Regions from separate parts of the Canis lupus genome. Here region 2 is linked to region 1. A link is a contact called in public Hi-C data. All regions are on one chromosome and are shown on one strand. Each heading gives the region's core, a stretch centred on a gene start, on an enhancer-like site or on the middle of the called end of the contact. The rest is flanking DNA. Distances are from core to core; before and after follow the strand shown.

Region 1 (2,577 bases), core at 24-2,523:
GGCACTAAGTACGTACTTGTAGAATGAATGAATGAAAAAGGTGGACATTTCCAAGAGGCAAATTTTACTCTTCACTTTTAAGAAAGATTTTGTTTATTTATTCATGAGAGACACAGAAAGAGAGGCAGAGACACAGGCAGAGGGAGAAGCAGGCTCCATGCAGGGAGCCCGACGTGGGACTCGATCCTGGGACTCGATCCTAGGTCTCCAGGACCAGGTCCTGGGCTGAAGGCGGCGCCAAACCGCTGAGCCACCCGGGGCTGCCCCAAATTTTATTCTTTAATGAAAAGCTTCATGACTACCAGAACTGCTTGGAAACACAATCACGTTAACATACACAGTACACTACCACTTAAACATGTAGTCTCACCAAATCCTCACATCAGTCCAGGATAGGAGGAAGGATGCGCAGTTTATGAAGTTTATGGTTGAAGAGGAAACTGAATCCAGACCGGGGTGGAAAAAGGACTTGTTAAAGCTCACACATCTGGAGTGGTCAGGAGCAGAATCAGGGATGATTGCTAGCTCTAGAAGAGGCTGGTGGGTGATGGAGCTTAATGGGGGGGTTGGGTTCGAAGAACTGCCGTTTGACAGAAGGCATGATCTCTGAAGGGGAGGCTGACTCAGCGGTTACCAGAACAGACTCATCAACAAAGGACTGGGAGAGATGACGAGGCTGACCACTAAAGGTATTTAGACCAGTCCCGGAAAGGGCAACTGAATTCCCCAAAAGTGGTGTCCTGAGGCTGACTGGTCACTGAAACCCGTACATGAACTCAGATGCAGAGCTGGACAGGCAGTCGTAAGAAACCGCTGAGTCCACTGTGGGTCTGTGGAGCCTGGCTTCTCCCCTGGACTGTGAGGTCTACGGGGGCAGGGACCGTGATCTAGATTCATCCCCAGCTTCTAGCAGAGCCTGGAATACAGTAGGGACTCAACTATTTCTGCTGAAGTCATACATACATGCACCAACCAAGAAGCTGAGGGTGAGAAAAGACAGACAGAAGGGGCATAATATCGCCCCGCGATTTGGGGGTAGAAGCAAACGAATTTTCTTGGGACGCGCGGCAGGACAAAGAGTTCCAGTGCTAAAGCAGGTAGCTGCTGCCAGCTATTTTCCAGCAGGGCTTGGCAAGCAGATCCTGGCTAGGGACGAATGGGCGGGGTTCGATGGGGCCGTTGGCGGGGGGGCGGGCAGACAGGGGAAGCCGAAGGGCGGAGGCTCAAGGAGGGGCCAACGGAGTATGCAAATTTCCAACCTCAACTACGTGACTGAGGTGTGTAACGTCACATCCGGTGGGGTGGGCGGGAGCGGGAAACAAAAGGAGAGCAAAGGCGCATGCGTCGGTGGTTCCCGGGCTCTGGTGGGTTCTTCCGCTCGGGCAGAGAGAAGTGCTTCCGGGTCGCCGCCGGCTGCCGCCTCCTGGCGCGGTAAGTACGGAAGCCAGGCTGCGGCCTCTGTCTCCTTGCCCCTTCTCGTCTCCCTCTCCCGGAGGACCCCCGCGGTCCTGACCCGGCTTCTCAGGGGCTCCACGTTCCGACTCCTTTCCACATTAAAGAGCTCCAGTTCATTGGCCGCTTCCTCGAGGCTAAGCCCCACCCAGTCGCCCGAGATCCGTCCCTCATTGGTGTCCGTTTCTGTCACCCACCATTCCTCCCAGTTAATTGGCCCCATTCAGGCCCCGCTCCTTTCGCGATTAGCAGCCCTATAAGGGTAAATGCCTGCTCGAATCCCGCCCCTGCATTCTTCGTGTTGGTCCACCCCGCGGTCATTATCATAATGAGCAAAGAGTGGGCGGGGGCTTTGCGGCGAGGGGGGGGGCTTTCGGAGCCTCGGGCTCTGGCCTCTCCTACGACCGGCCGGGAGTGAGGATGGCTAGTTGTGCTGCTGACACGGCCCGGGAAGCTGAGGTTCACGGAAGGGCAGCGGCGGGCCCGGGATCGGCTAAATGAGTTTAGGGCAAAAGCAGAAGTAGACGTCGGTCTATTTCTCCTGCTCATCTCCTCTAGTGCCTGGCCTCGATTTCTTCCCCGCGGAATATGATGCCCCAGCTCACTTGTGACCTAGAGCCAGTCGTTGCCTGTCGCAGGGCCTCAATTTTCCTGTGAGCTGAAAGGTTTTAATTCAAATTCTCTGGGACCTTTCCGGTCCCCCTCAGCTGCTTTTAATCCGTGCCGAATTTACATTATCCATTCACGTTAGTTCATTCAGCTTTCCATTTACTTATTCATTCATTTACTCATGCCTTTAGAATGTCTTCCTGAACCCTGCTGCACCCCACCCCAGTTTAGCTGGTTCATGAGAGAGGTGGTTAGTGTCCTAAATTTCTGACACTGGGTAAGTATGGTATGGATCATCATAGAGGGGCAAAAAGTAGGTCTTAGTGTTTGGAGGAGGTAAGGATAGGACCAGAGGAGCCCTGCTGCCTCTGATTTTGTAATGCCAGTCTGCATTCTGGATTCATAGCTCTACATTTGGCTTCCATTCCCCTCCACGCCTCCCCTTGAACTACTTTACTTCTCCATAAAGTAAATTATCAGAATAAGTATGAGGGTGGTATAATTGTTATTATTCCC
Region 2 (2,577 bases), core at 23-2,522, 190 kb after region 1:
ACTGTCCTGTGCAAAGTCACAAGCACCCCTTGTTCTGAATATACCTTTGGCCTCAGAATCATCTCCCTTTCCTTTGTCACCTTCTCTTTACTTCTCAGCGCCATCCCTTCATTCCTTTCAAACTCAGGGTCCCTTTCCCTCCCAGTGATTCAAGGGCCACTGGCAATTTAATACATCAGTTGTTCAACGCCTATTAAACAGGAAAAGGGGACATACATCCTCAAGGAGCTCACCTTCAAAGAACTAATACGTCCAGAAGGCGCCAGAAATAGAGAATCATTTATCCCATAAGATTCAGTTCCTCTGGGAAGCCTTCTCTAGCCCCAAATGAATTGGTCCCCTCTTTTCAGTGCCACCATTATACCGCTGATGCAATGACTTGTCTGCCTTGTGGGTCTCCCACCGCTAGGCTATGGGCTGTTCCATGGGAGGGCCCCTATATCCCTAGCACTTAGTCCAGGACTCAGCACAAAGACAGCATGTAATGTTTGTCAACTGAGTGAATGAATTCCGGTATATAATCATTCATTCATCCATTCAGTGCCCAAAACTTTACTGAGTGCACATTATGTACAAAGTCCTAGAGTGTAAGGATAGATAAAATAGTTCTTACATAAAAATAACGCTATATCACTAGTAGACTAGCACTCTCCCGCGGTCCGCGTCCCCAACCCCCACCCCAAATCCAGACTCGACTCTCCCACGGCGAAAGCCCGGCCTTCCCTTACAGAAGTCCACGCCCCTCCAACTCAAGCTCCCTCTGAGCCCTTCAGTCACACCCTAGGACCCCCAGCTAATAATCTCAAATCTTAACCCCCCCACCCTCCCTGGCTTCTCTCCCTGTCCTCCACCTCCACCCTTGAGGTTACTGCAAGTCTCCTACCCCCATGACCGCCTCTGAGTCCCCGAGCCCAGGGTACCTCTGATTTCACTCTCCTCGCACCCGCCCCCCAGTTGGCTCCTTCCCTTTCAGGGTCCCGCCTCCCCCAGGACCTTACTCTCCTCCCCTCCCTTCAATTTCATGCTGAGCCTCTTCCCTCCTTGACTCTGAACTCTTCTTACCTCATCTAGCTCCCGTTCCCCGGCAGCACCTCCTCCAACCTCCACCTCCACCACTGCCGCCATCTTCACAACTCTCCCCCTCCCTTCGTCCCCCCGCTAGCCAGCTGCTTCCGCCGCTCAAGTGCTCCTAGCCAATCGGCGGCTCGAGCTCCAGCAGGGGGGCGGGGCATCAAGACAGGCGGAGCTCCGAGAGGGACTAAGAGACCGTCTACCTGCTACTCCGTAAAGGTCAGGGAGGGAAGGTTTCCGTGCACTTCCAAGCTTCCGTGAAGGAGGGTTCTTGGAAAATGAGAAATTGGGTTTGTATTATTCTCAGTGCAAATATTTCACCAATTCTCCCTTTTGGACAGCCAAAGAGAAGGGTCTCTAAATCGTCAACTTTCGCGACGCTCCCTCACTCTGAGCTCCAAGAAGTGAAGCGTGGAGGCCAAGGACTACATTTCCCAGAATGCATTGAATCTGACCCGGAAGTTTAAGTTCCGAGCTCTGAAAGACTTGTAGCGAGTGAAAATTTGCATAATATATGCCTAAAAATATACATTTAAAAATAGACGTAAAGCATACATAGATACACACGAAATGTATTTTTCTTGCTGTTAGCGAATGTCTTCTTGCCTCGATGGGAGTCATTTTTCAGAAACAGCGGCTTCTTGAGGCCACAGAGCAATTTCCCGGACCTGGAGAGGCGTCAGAGGCGTGATCCAGGTCAGACAGCGGAGGTCAGAGGGCCGAATTGGCGGGAGAATGGGTTCGTGGTCCACGGTCTGAGGCTGCGGTGGCTCTTCGAGGTCCGTTGTCCCGGGTGAGGGGCTTTGGGAGGCTGTTGATGCGGAGGAAAGTTGCCGAGAATGGGTGGCGGAGCAGGAATACACAAAACAGCGTGTTCCAAGGTTTTTTTTTTTGGGGGGGGGGGGGTGCTGCGCGGCTTAGAAGAGCCTCGCGCGACCTCCACTGCCCCAAACTGCTTCTTGGCCTCTCACGCCTTAGGATCACTTCACACATCTCGATACTCTTTCCGACTACGCGTCCTGCATCCCCAGCTCCCATCTGTATTCTCTGTGCTGCGCCCCAACTTAAACTTGCTAACTCATTTCCAACCCCTTGTTAGCCTTACTTCTTACAACTTACAACCTGTGGCCCCTGCACACTTAACCCCTGAGCATCCCAGCTGGATCTATGGGGGAGAATAGTGCCAGGGATGAGCAGTGGACTCCCACTAGGGTGCCTGTCAACTTTGTTTTAGGACCAACCAGAAGTTACAGGGTAATATTTACACCATCTACAGGCATCTTATTTACTTAAAATGGGAATTGTTATTATGTGAAACAATGCAGAGAATATTGTAATCACCTTATACCCAATCACCCCAAATTGACTATTGACATCATGATCAATTTGCGTCCTCATTTTTTTTTGCGTCCTCATTTTTTAAAAAGATAAAATAATACAGATATTATATAAGGTTGAACTTCTCTGTGTCTTCAATTCTCAGACCCAGTACCCTTTCATCTTTCC

Evidence for each region. Hi-C and Micro-C count contacts between places; a contact is called where the count stands out from the background.
Region 2: a contact with region 1 is called in a Hi-C map of blood, with 7 times the contacts expected there. The contact joins the promoter of XNDC1 here to the promoter of LOC609621 in region 1. A contact is called at or near these places in 2 of 9 Hi-C or Micro-C datasets (amygdala and blood).

What each region holds. Positions count from the first base shown.
Region 1 is chr21:26,088,989-26,091,565 of UU_Cfam_GSD_1.0, forward strand. LOC609621 (folate receptor gamma-like) reads right to left here and starts at 1,274. Exons shown (of 6, transcript XM_038568793.1): 1 at 371-1,274. It overlaps ANAPC15 (anaphase-promoting complex subunit 15), which reads left to right and starts at 551. Exons shown (of 5, transcript XM_038568805.1): 1 at 551-689. LOC106560171 (transmembrane O-methyltransferase) reads right to left here. Exons shown (of 4, transcript XM_038568794.1): 4 at 2,550-2,577.
Region 2 is chr21:26,280,493-26,283,069 of UU_Cfam_GSD_1.0, forward strand. XNDC1 (Xrcc1 N-terminal domain containing 1) reads left to right here and starts at 1,273. Exons shown (of 10, transcript NM_001374471.1): 1 at 1,273-1,850. RNF121 (RING finger protein 121) reads right to left here and starts at 1,184. Exons shown (of 9, transcript XM_038568788.1): 1 at 1,063-1,184. The coding sequence starts at 1,125.